2 separate regions of the Mus musculus genome follow, and region 1 is linked to region 2. A link is a contact called in public Hi-C data. All regions are on one chromosome and are shown on one strand. Each heading gives the region's core, a stretch centred on a gene start, on an enhancer-like site or on the middle of the called end of the contact. The rest is flanking DNA. Distances are from core to core; before and after follow the strand shown.

What was found. A called contact is a pair of places that touch in the nucleus more often than the background predicts.
Region 1: a Hi-C map of uterus shows a contact between it and region 2, with 2.2 times the contacts expected there. The contact joins two enhancer-like sites. A contact is called at or near these places in 7 of 484 Hi-C or Micro-C datasets (B cells, CD8 T cells, bone marrow-derived macrophages and 3 more) and 7 of 115 datasets of contacts at active chromatin or transcription factors (effector CD8 T cells, embryonic stem cells, memory CD8 T cells and 1 more).

Annotation. Positions count from the first base shown.
Region 1 is chr9:124,276,794-124,283,435 of GRCm38.p6, reverse strand. Gm39469 (zinc finger protein 431-like) reads left to right here and starts at 19. Exons shown (of 5, transcript XM_011249869.2): 1 at 19-1,361. The coding sequence starts at 1,359. Within about 2 kb of position 3,650, at least 36 of the 459 cell types and tissues checked have an H3K27ac peak or open chromatin away from gene starts, as enhancers often do. A contact at or near this core is called in uterus, where this site is marked.
Region 2 is chr9:124,033,868-124,040,196 of GRCm38.p6, reverse strand. No RefSeq gene overlaps it. Among named protein-coding and RNA genes, the nearest start is that of Ccr3, 15 kb to the right of the region's middle. Within about 2 kb of position 2,261, at least 92 of the 459 cell types and tissues checked have an H3K27ac peak or open chromatin away from gene starts, as enhancers often do. A contact at or near this core is called in uterus, where this site is marked.

The DNA.
Region 1 (6,642 bases), core at 2,401-4,900, 240 kb before region 2:
CCACTTTCTATACACATGGGTTCAGCCTATCAGGTCTGTGTTCATCTAGAGAACCTTTACTAATACAACGCTGTGTGTGGATGTGTGTTCACTTCCCACTGAGGAAGATGTGCTGGCTAACAATAGTGCTCCACAGGTTTTGTTCTGTTCACTTTTTTTCTCCCAGGGTTCTCATACCTATCAGGTGAATACTAGGGGCAGTTTACCTAAATCCAGTATGAAGTACTCTACCCAAGCCAGATCAGAGTATTTTCGGGTTTACTGGGGGCAGCTCTCTGGTGGGTTCACAGATCCCAAGGAACCAGAGGATTCACTAGTTTCCAAGGAGGTCAGAGAAGTTGCTATGGGTGGGTAGAATGAGGAGGGTGGTAAGGAGAAAGAGAAAGATCAAGCAAACTGGGAGACAAAAATGAGGGGGTAGAGGGGAGTGAGGGAGGAGGAAGAGGGAGGGAGAGGAAAAAGAAGGAGGGAGCAAGGGAGAGGGAGAGACACAGAGACAGAGAAACGAAGAGACATAGAGCACAAAATGTCTGGATTATATAGGAAGAGCTTCTGGGCGGGGAAAGCCCAGCCCCTGGACTGGAAAGTTCAGGGTCAAGGCGGAGTATGCCAGCCATGCCCCATAACAGGTGGGGACTCAGGAGTGCTGTGAGAACCTGGAAGCTAGGTCAGCTTTCCTGTGTTAAATATACACATCAGCTGCTTGTCCCAGGTCTGCTTGGCCCAGCCACAAAACAAAAATCTTGTTCCCCAAAATCTCTCTTTGTTAATATCCTGGGCACCCTTCCACTTGTGGGACTGATTGACAACTCCACTGCAAGTTGAATAATGGGCTAGGCAAGCTATTTACCTTGATTGAGGGAGTAAGAAGTGCTGTGAGGGGAGCTCTGGCTGGTCAAGACCTGGGGTTCACTGCCCACAAAGAGGAGGAGCGGGCGGCTGAGCAGTGGTAGGTGGAATGCTGGAGAGGTAGGTGGCGTCCTCCCGGGGGCTAAGTTGGGAGACAGATGGGTAGGGTACTGGAGGACCCAAACTAGTGCTACTGGAATGCAAATTCCTGCAGATCTTGAAAAGGTCTTGCCCTGGACTGGAAGCCGCGGCTGAGAACGTCTCTCCACCTCCACCGGGTCCCTTAAACTCAGTCTAACCCTAGGGAAGGTGCTCAAGTCACTCAAGACCACTGGCCAATCAGAGCCTTGAGACGGACCTGCCAGTCAGAAGAAGAGGAGGGTTCTTCCGGATGCCTTGTGGCAGGTTCCGCTAAGTAGCAAGCTGGCTTTAACGTTTTTCTGTGATGTGCTCTCTGTCTTGCCACTTGATGCTGTGAAGTGCGCTCAGGCAAGCTCCGAAGTTGAGACATGGTGAGCACAGGGTCACTGACAACAACTGGGAATAGCGGGGAGCTGAGCAGCGGGAGCTGCTGTGAAGGGCGGGGTGGGAACCAGCGGCCACCTGTGAGGACCTTGCGGTCCTAGCGGCTCGCTGGACCTAGCGCTAGCCACTGAATAACTTCACTGTGGGGGCTGCATTTGCGCAGAGCATTTGGAAAAGAGGCTTGTGTGTAGAAACATCCTTGGCCTGATGCCAAATCCAGAGAGTTCTAGTTTCTACAATTTCTGTTTTTAGCATTTAACCTTAAGGTGTTTGATCCCTTTGGAGTTAATTTTGTGGAGGCTGTAAAAGGCATTTCATATGTTGGGTAGCAATCCAGAATCAAGCTGTGATGTAAAAGTGCAGGATTGATGATGTAAAGGATTTACTAATGCTTAGGAGATCGTGAGTCACACTAAGTGGAATTTAGCCTAGGGAGGACTGCCTGTAAAACACCCCACAGATAAGTAATATGCTAACCAGGGCAGTTAGAGATTAGGATACATGTGCTTGTTCACCAGGATTGTCCAGAAATATGGCTCTAAACCATAATAAAGGAAACAACCCTGATTTACAACCAGCCACTAGGCCAATCCCCATATAAAAGAGCAGGCCTCTAACAAGCTAACCAATGGAGCATTACAGGATCACAATCAACAGTAAGGCGTGGATGTGGCATGTTTTGGTTTTCTTCTTGAGAAAAGCATAATTCTGCCACATGGGCAAGATGACACCTGGTGACAACCATTTGAAAAGGAAAAAAAACAAAAAAACAAAAAAACCAAGGTTGTGTTCAGTGCTAGTCTGGGCCTTAGGCCCTGGTAGCTTTCCCTGAGGCCTTGAGGTATAGAGATAAAACAGAGCTCCTTCTCTAAAATCTGGAATGTGCTTGGGAGAGCTGGTAATGGTCTGGGACCAGGCCTTTGGAAGAGGTTGCTTCAGATTCTGAGAACACAACTCTTCCCACAATATGGGGTTTTGGTTATCAGTCCCAAGGCCACTACAGGCTTGGTCAATAATGTTTGTGAGATATACTGAGTTCCCCTTGTGCAGCACTGTTTGATTAGACTCCTGAGTGTGTCCTATTTTATGATGTTTGTGCTGACTTCATAGTTTCTTCATATGTTTCCTTCCATTTTTCCCACATAAGTAGTATACAAGATGTTATTCTTCTTAAGAGGCTTACTTAGCATAAGAAATAGTTTGTGCAAGACCTGGAGCCTCAGTTTTACATCTTCTTAAAGTTCCATGCCTCAGCAGGCTGGGAAATCTGCCAACAAACCCTGACCCATCAGCCTGGCAGGCAGGTCTCATCTTTCTGTCTCTCTGCCTTTCTGCCTCTCCCCCACGCCCCACCCCCACTTCTCTGCTTCAGAGAAGCAGGGGCAAACTTTTGCTCTGCTTTTAGAAATAGCAGATGACTCCCAACATTTCCTTTTATTTCTTCTTTGACCACAGCTACTAACAAGCTACAACTGACCTTCCTAAAACCCCCAACAACCCTCCACCCTGCCTGTCAATCCTCAAATTTATGTACCCTCCAGAAAGTTCCCAGAATTCCAGATGTCACAGCAACACAGAAATCTGTAGCTGCGAAAATCATGTTTCTGCTAGAGCATGAGGCAAATCATGGTTAGTGGCTGCAGACAGTCAGAAGCTGCCTCACATCCCACACCTGGGATTAAAATGACAACATTGGCACATTCTTATCATTATATTTCTGTGTTTTTTAAAGAAGCCAAAATTCCAGAATTATTTAAAATATCGCTACAAACCAGAATTGAATACAAGCTATTATTAAAGAGGTTGTTTTGTTTTGTTTTGTTTTTCAATTAATCTTTTAATGTATGGCTGACATACCCACCCCCTGGCTTAGGGATTGGGGTGCCCTTCTCCTAGTTGCCCTTCCTTTTGTGTAGAGCGATTTCTCCCTGGGAAGACATATTTATTATAGAACAGCTGCACCTTCACAGTTTCAGGAAAATGTTTCTGAGATAAGCTGTGTTGTCAGCTTGATCCCAATCTCTTGCTCTCCAAGGCAAAGAATGCCCTTGTTTTCCTCTTGATTAAACTTTCTAAATCCTTAAATAAGAGGAATATATCACAACAGAGTTTTAAACTGATTCATTTGAGTCATGTAATTAACTGTCCACTGCAGCAACAGGAAAAAACGTTTGCATTTGGAGCATGGCTTCTGCGTTCAGATCAGAACAGGAGGGACAGTTTACTGTGTGCACTACAGGATAAAACAGGGTGAGCAATAGCTGAATCACTGACTGAAGTTTAAGGGAGTCATCTGCAGGGGTCCCCTTCCTTTGTGAAGAAAGACCCGATTCAGACAGGGTGGTGCTTTTGTAATTTCGAAGCATGTATTAATTCATGGATATAAATGAAAACATACCAGATTGGTGGGTGTACAATTTGGAGAGTATTGTGTTGAGCCAATGAATATTGAATTCCAATTAGGGGACTGTCCTATGGAGATACGTACGGTCTTTGTTGACATAGTTAAGTGAGTGCAGAGGGTTGAGACACCAGGCCTTTGGCTGTGGCTATGTGTGTCAGGTTACAGGTCTCAGCAGGTAATATAGAACAAGGAAGTCACAGTCAAACAGTATCTTATTAATGCTGTGGACCTGGCTGTCAAGTTCTCCCAGCATCCCTCCCTCCCTACCTGTCACAGGGTATGGCTGACATACCCACCCTCTAGCTTAGGGATTGGGGTGCCCCTTCTCCTAGTTGCCCTTCCTTATGTAATTCAACCATTTTGGGTACCTGGTCTTTTTCGTCTGTTGTGTACCTTCCTGGCCTCTTAGTCTGGCTCCCCCTTCTCCCTTTCACCCTTTCTTCAGAAGGCTCACGGTCAGGTCTATTCTGGACTCTCCCAGATGCCCCTGCCCTGGCTATGCTCTCCCTTTTATCGATAATAAACATTCTACTCCACCATACCTAGGAGCAGCCATGTCCTTTCCTTTTTTTGTTTCTTTTTTTTCATTCACCTCCCATTTACTGTTCCTTGATTTCAACTTCATAGCCACCTTTTGCTTCAGTTGTTGTTTCTGTTTGAGTGTGACTGGAATTTGGCTGTAGGACTTCTGAGCTGTGAAGCAAAGGGATGACTGCACTGAACATTGAATGTGTGATGGAATGCACATCCAAAGGACCTTGGAGGATGAACAGGTACCCTGGGAGAGTGAAAGACTCTACTAAAACCCAAATTTACCATATTTGGGCCCTGTCTGCCCCTAGGCTGAAAGAGCAGAACCAGGAAGGCCTGTGCTGTCCGAATCATTTAATCTCTAATCTACCAATAAGGCAGCTGCTACTGTCCTGAGGCCCAGCTGGGTGGTCAAAGCTAATGAGGGGCTCTGGGCAAGCTAGCAATCAGGAGGAGCACCAGTGGGAGTTAGCTCCATATTCTTCTCTGATACAGTTCATCAGAGAGCTGTGAGAGAGGCCACAAGCCATGCCATGATGATTGCGGCAGCCACTGGGAAGAGCAGGTCAACTAATCTATCAGTGCCCAATCTGATTGGACTTGAATGGACTGTGAACCAGAGTGTGGTTCTATTAGTATATGTGGTGACCCAGACAGAGGGTCTTAGCCTCTGAGCCTGCCTGAGTATGGAATCCCTGGGGGAGCAAAGGAGAGGAGGCCCTACAGTTCTTGCCATAGTGTTGCTTATAATATCACTGCTCAGTGTGCAAACACAAGCCTTGCTTTTGGTGTGCAGTGCAAAGATAGGTTTCAAAACTGAAGGTCTGTTTTCTAAAAGTTCTGAACATTGCATTGCAAATTCAGTTTTCTATGATAGAGTTTACAAATAGTTTAGAAACTGGAAGAGAGGAAGTGATGATCATCCTTCACTATCACCAGTCACAATGGCGTGATTCATGGAAATTCAGTTCCAGGGTTCTAAAGGAGTTCCTAAGATGCAGAGGTGTATCAAGTGTGCAGGTAGGTAGTGCAGATTCGACATCATGTGCCATAATCCATGTGGCAGGAAGCATACATTAAATTAATTCTTCAACATTGAATTGTGTTTGAGCTCAGTGGGGCAGGGTTTGAGTGAGATCACAAGGAGACATGGGGCGCTGCTGAGCCAAAGCCCACCTTTCTGATCACCTCCATGCAGAGAGACCTGTAGAGCATAGGGCCTCACATGGGGTCAATAGTGGCTGGAGGGTCAGAAATTTTAACAGTTTTAGGGGTCACTTTGAGTTATTTTGTGGGAGTTGTAAAGTCTGTGTTTATTTAATTTGTTTACACATTCAATCATAGATAATATTGGTCAAGTTTACATTTTTCCTGCCTGAGTTTCCTTGGATCTTTCGAGTAAAACTTGCCTATAATTTGGGGCTTATGTTCTTGGCTTTTTTTCTGCATCCCCTTACTGTTTCACAAATATTGTAAACTTTTTGGTTGTTGTAGTTCTGTGATAAGTATGGATGGAATTCACATTGTGCCAAAATGTGAACTATTCTTCATAATCCTATTGACAAATCTGAGGGATTTTTCACATGGTAAATAGCTCTGGAATCTGATTTCATGTTATATATTTTTAGGAGTTTTCTTTAGATTGTTTTGAATCTACATTGCAAATTTAACATGCCCAACATCCTTTTTTCTTTTTTTTTTTTAAACATCTCTTTAATGGTGTTGTTTAGAGTTATATAAATGGGTAAAGATATTCTACATAAGTATTCATTTAGCAAACTATACTAAGTGTCTGAAGCTGAAAATGATGGGAATAATGTACAAATCTATAGAAAGGGGACTTTAGTGACACAGAATACATTGTTAGGGTCACATAAACAATATCTTACTAAGTATGACTTAATTCAGAAAACAAAAAGAGTAAAACTAAAACATGGTTCAGAATTGAACATTGAATCTGGATGTGACATGGGATTGTGTATTAGCAATAAACTCTGATAGCAGTAGATTGAGATTTTCCACAGATACCAGCCAAAATTAGTTAAAACCATGTTATGTTATATTTGATGTAAAATTGCACATATTTAATATATGTGTTCTGATACATTTTAATATAATAACTATACCCAAGGAACCCCACTGTACCAAGTTCTCAAGAAAATGACAGAATTGCCATGGAACCTAGCAATCTTAATCAGTGTGTTTTCCATGCACTTAAAATTAGTTTTAAGAAGTACCAGAATTCTCATGTTCATTGCAATTGTATTCATGGTGGTCTAACTATGAGAATAACTCAATGTTCATTTGTTGAAGACAAGCTGGGTGCCTCAAGG
Region 2 (6,329 bases), core at 1,012-3,511:
AGGAAGGAAGGAAGGAAGGAAGGAAGGAAGGAAAGAAAAGAAAGACATTAGAGGAAAAAAAAAGACAACTGTTCTCCACCTGCCCACTCCTGTAGGCAGTCACTCTCCTCTCTGTCCACTGCTTTTATCTGGAACCATGGAAGTTAGACCTCAGGAAACCCCAAAGGTTTGCAGGTCTAATCCAGCTTGAGTCATTTGAACTGAGGGTCTTTTTTTTTTTTTTTCCTCGAGACAGGGTTTCTCTGTGTAGCCCTGGCTGTCCTGGAACTCACTCTGTAGACCAAGCTGGTCTCGAACTCAGAAATCCACCTGCCTCTGCCTCCCAGGTGCTGGGATTAAAGGCGAGCGCCACCACTGGTCTTAAGTGTGCAGTGTCTTAAACAATAGCGGCATTACTGAGAGGCAAGGCAACCAAGGCAAACATTTATCACTGATCTATTTTGATTTGGAAGTCAGTTGGGTTACCTGGAGTACCCTGAGCAACAAGAAATGATTGTTGCTCATTTCTTAAGCCCATGTGACTTAATTTATATTACACACACGCACACGCACACGCGAAGAGAGAGAAGGGTTGAAGTGAAATTTAAAAATATAGATGACATTAGGTAGGAAATGAAATAAAGAAGAGAGGGATCCATCTTGCGAGTAGAAAGGGAGGTCAATAGAGAAGGAGGAGAGACAAAGAACACTGAGAGTATTTTATAAAGCCACAAGGAAAAATATTGTTTTATATTTACTTATTGCTGCTGGATGTGTTTATGTCTTCAATTACCAAAGAAATAAATAAAAAATTTAAACAACTTAGGTGAAGCCATATAATAAATCTACATTCTTTACAGAATTAAAAGAAGACTTTAATAATTATGAAAAATATAAATCCTATGTTTTATTTATATATAAAATTTTGTATGCATAGATAGGAGAATGATTATTCTAGAATAAGATGGTGCTTGCCAAATGTGGTGATAGTGAAGTTCATTTTAACCAGTACTTACTGACTTCCTGCCAGTTACGAGCTTAGCGTTAAACTCATCACACTTCCTACCCTTCCCCACATCCTCTCAATACTGTTATTTGACGGTTTCTGGTTAATCACTACGTTTAGTTCACGCTATTGCAATTACATAAATATCAAGCTCCTTTGACTTACTGTTTCATGTTCATTAATGGTGAACTTTTTCCCACATTTAATTAGCTTCTACTTTCATATTTGCTGCAGATTTTCTAAATTTCTTCAGTTTAATCTGTCATGGACCAAATAATAACCTTTCAAAATACTCAAAATTCCCAGTTTCTTGTTTTCTCTGGCTGGTTGCTCAGAGATCTTAGATGCCCCTTTGCCATGCTTCTGTGTGGAAAAACAAAATAATAACAACAGTAACAACAACAAAAAAGAACCCTGTTCTGCTGAAGTGTGTATTTTGTCTCATCTGGAGAAAATGTAAACTAAAGGTAAAATTTTAAATCCTTACGTTTCTAAATTTGTCCACATTCTGTCCATAAAATTTCTAATAATTTGGCTCTAACAGAAACACAGACTGGACACCATCCTTTACTATCCAAAGTGCTGTTGAAAATCCAACAATATGCCTCTGTTTATGTCTCCTAATTTTTGTCCTTTTTTTTTTAACAACTTTTATCAGTTCTGAGGGAGCCTTCTCTATGTTCATTTATCTTGCTAGGCATCTGGAGCCTGTTCATTATAAAGACCCTTGACTACTTCCGGAAACTTCCTCTGAATTGCTCCTCCTATTGCTTTGTGATAACATTCTTGCCAAAACTATTTTTAATATTTTTAAGCCTCTTAGTCAAATATTTTAAACCACCTAATTTTATGACCACTAATTTTTTTTCTTATCTCCCAGTGGACATGCTTCTAAAAATGACAATATTGCACAATAGTTAAGACGTGGGTCCAATACCAGATCCTAGCTTCAGATTCCATTGCATGCCTCCAGGTGGAATAATGCTCTGCTCCCTTCTACAAGAAAGAATTCTTGGGTTGTTACTATACTCCAGGGAAACTGTTTGACTATGTATGAGCTACCAGATTACCATAACATCCAGTTGTTTATTATGAACTGACTTACCTTACAAAAACAAAAAACAAAAAAATGGAGCAGTTGCTGATCTGTCTGTGTACTGGACACTATGTGAAGATTTATGGGACTCTGGCCTGGTCAGAGCGGCTAAAGAGCTGTGCTCTCAAAAGGGAAGGAGGAGTCCATCTGGGCAAGCTGCCAAGTCTCTTCTGCAACCACAGCAGACAGCTGGGGTCAACGACTGGGCCCCTGAGTGGGAAGTGACTGTGGTGCTCGAGCAGGTTCCAGTGACAAGGGAGAGAATTTCTCTTCCCCAAAGTATTGCAGCTCTATATGACAAACACTCTCAGAAGGTCTTTGATGAAATACATCGTGTATGCTTTATTCTTTAGGGTCTTATATATTTTTTGTTCTGTGGTGGGGTCTAAAGGCAGATGCTTTCTATTGGCTTGGTCTGAGATGTTGGGGATGCCTCATCTGCAAGTGTAGGAGCTTTGAGTGCTGCCCCATATGACTGATTATTATAGTCCTCTCCATGGGGTGTCATGGTCATGTGTTCCAGGACAGGGACCTGGTCAGGAGTAGATGAAACTCCTACCATCCTTAGGTATGAGGGGTACTGGGGTTTCTTAATCCACTCAACCTTACTAAGTTTTTGTCTGGTGACACAGTTCCACTTGTCCCATAAGCAGTCGAACACCACAGACTCATAGAGGAAAATGGTACACACAGAATAAAATCCATAAAGCTTTATGAAGGCACCATGACAAACCATTCATACCAGCTTTATCTTGATCCCAGTATCCTGCCATCCTCAGCTCACAAGAACGATCAGCCTGGGGATAGACTCCTTCTTGCCTACCCCAAGAGCCATGCTTTTTGTCTTTGTTCACCTCTTATAGATTATCATTCATAGCCCTTCTCTGGTGCAGCCCTCAAAAATGGAAAGGAAATCAAATAAGTACAGTTGTTTTAAGCTAGTTTGCGTACACATTGTTATGCAGCCATAGATTACCTGTACTATCCCATCTCCACCTCCTCCAGTCCTTAGCTTTGAAGAGATTGTCTTCTAAGGCCCTAGATCATCAAACTTTATGCTCTTCCCTAAAACAGGAGGCTGGTATTTCCTCTGGGTTTATTTGTCATTGTCAGATATGTATCACCACATTCAGGATTTTTGTTACTCCTACTACTCAAATTCAGTCAGTACAGTTCTGATGACAGTATGACCCATTGCAGTATCCCAGTAGAAGTTGTGATAGTGAGGTCCCTGCAGACCAGAACGGAGCAAGTCATCTAGTAATATCTTAGTCCTGTCACAAGACAGCAACATGCTCTCCAGCGCTGTGGATGTAGCCTGATAATAGAAAAATTGCATAGCATGTACAAGGCCCTGAATTCAGTGAAATTACAGATGGAAAGGAAGGAATGGAGAGAGAGAGGAGAAAGGAAGAGAGGGAGGGAGGAAGGGAGGGAGAGAGGGAAGGAGGAGGAAGGAAGGAAGGAAGGAAGGAAGGAAGGAAGGAAGAGAGGGAGAGAGGGAGAGAGGGAGGGAGGGAGGGAGGGAGGGAGGGAGGAAGGGAGGGAGGGAGGATAAAAAAGAAAAGGAAAAGAAAAACAAGAAAAATCTGCCCCAGTAGTACAAAGCAAGCTACTTCTTCAGATGGCCTTCTACAAATACCCAATGCATAAAATTCAACAAAACAAACAAACAAACGATTAAAAGAATTTCCTGATTAAAGGTCAACAAACTCCAGCCTCATAGGGCCCTTTATGAGGGTACATCCCCCTTCACTAATACCTCATCTACAGTTTCTTTCTCATCATAATCACAGAGTTCAGTAATAATAACAGAAACAGCCTGGCTTGAAATTCTGAAATGTTTACTGTCTGACATGTTAGAAAGAAAGTTTGCCAGCACTCATTTAGATTAATATGTATGCAGCAAAGACAACTATAATGATCTACTGCATCAAGAAAAGCAATGTAAACAAGCATACAGTTAAGTCACCATTGGATCCAGTTGCACTATCCACTGTTCTCTAAGAATAAGAATCATCAGATCAGTTCTTTTGTCTTATTTTGACGTGCTTGCCTTAACAGCCACATTTGACAATTAATTGGAAGTATGGCGGGAATCAATGTACCTGTGTCTTTCTTGTCTGTAGCAAGACACTGATGTTTTGTTTTCCTCACAGGAAAAAGTAGTGGATTATTTCCTACATTGTCTTTCAAAGACCCCCCTCCTAATCCTTTCTCTCCTAACAATAATCTCTATACTAAAGCCAGTGTAGGAATGTTACCTAGTGTAAGGACATCCATTTTCACACTACACTTGAAGTCTGGTGAAAAATAAATAAGGTGAGCTCAAAGTCAGATTCAGTTTAAAACAGTGTAAAGTTCCATCAAAACTGTTACTTGCCTCTCAAGAACGACAGCTCTGAGACCAATCAAATGATCTCCTACATCCTTTGCAATTACTATAAATTACACCTGGCATCCAGGTAGCTCTCAAATTTGTAGTTGTATCTTTTTAATGTTATTTTTAGCTAAAATACAAAGGAATGGGTTTGATTGTGAGACTATCATACATATATAACATTGCATCTCACTTTTGCTGGTCTCTGCCCTCCCTCGTCCTCCATCCACCCAGTAATCCTGCTCTTGACACACACACACACACACACACACACACACACACACACACAGAGAGAGAGAGAGAGAGAGAGAGAGAAAGAGAGACAGAGACAGAGACAGAGAGACAGAGAGAGACAGAGACACAGAAAGACACACAGCGAGAGTATGTATGTGTAAAATCAATATTTTGTGTAAGAGAAAACATGCAATATTTTGTCTTTATTTCATTACCTTCTCTTGTTCTCCCCTTTCTCCTTCCTTTAAACTTATTCCTTCCCTGTCATAGTTTCCAGACTATTTTCATGTTCTATATGTATATATATTTATATAATATATTATATTTGAATCTAGACTCTTCATGTGAGAGAAAACATGGGATTTTTGTTTACCTTAAACATGTTTTACTTAACATGGTGCTCCATCCATTTTCCTGCAAATAATAAAATGCCATTCTACTTTTTAACCAAAGTAAACTCCACTGTGCATATAAAAGATATTTTCTTTATCTGTTAAACTGTTGAAAGTTGTAGCTCCTTCCCTTTCTATGTGTTCACTCTCTTTCAGAGTCCTCTAGATAGACATGGAACTTGACCAGATAGCTATAGAGCTGCCTATTTGCTTTAAGGGCCTCACGGAGTTGACTCCACTCACAAGTCCTTCTGCCATCAGCACCCAAATGCTGTCTGCCACTTCCTGAAATTTCTTGACCCTGAATTACCACAATACACATCCATTTATGTTCCATATCATCTCATGAGACATTTGTGTATTATTTTTGCCATCCAATCAATTACTTCTCTTTGAGATAACTTCTTATCATTTTATCAACTATAAAAGAATAAAGTATAAATAAAAAAATATTATCCCTATCCTGATTACTTCAAGGAACTCCTGGTCTTTCATACCCAGCTGGTATGACCAGCATTTGGACGAGACTTGCATGATCTCCACAACAATTCTTTTAATTGGCCTACTTTAGAGCAAGATGGAATCATTACCATTGAATCAAACAGGTCCTGGATATTTGGAAGGCCTAGTGATGCCACAGCCTTTGTGATAAGTCAGGGCCATACCCCATGGCCACAAGGTAATAGACTATCAGAGATTGCCCTTGTTTCTAGACCTCTCCGACAACTAGCTCATCTGCTCTGTTTTATGCTAACCATTTCTCTCTGAATTCTCCTTGTCTACTCCTTTCTTTCCTCTGCATAATGCATACTCTGTTTTCCACAAGGTTGAGCATCCTGACTTTAAGATGTGACCCTCTAGGAAGTCTTCCCTGAACATTTAACTTCACACTTATATTTTTTCTTTTATGACCAATTTCCTTCCTATGCTTAATGTTGTCTCCTTTGTGCCACCAAGATTCCCTGCAGAAAACAATTGACATACTCAAATTTGGCAATTTGAGGAGAGTTTACAAGAAGATAGCAGGAATATGGGAAAATATATACTTTGAGATACTGGATTGAATGGCTTAAAAGGAGGAGTATTAGAAGGAGCTCTGTATACAAGAAATATGACCTACAGAATTGAGTAATAAACAAATCTTCCTTGCTTCTCTATCCACTTGCAGTTCCTCTGGTCCAAGAAGCTGTTGGTCATAGTGTCAGATTTCAGAATATGAATTGGACCATGTCCATTAGAGGC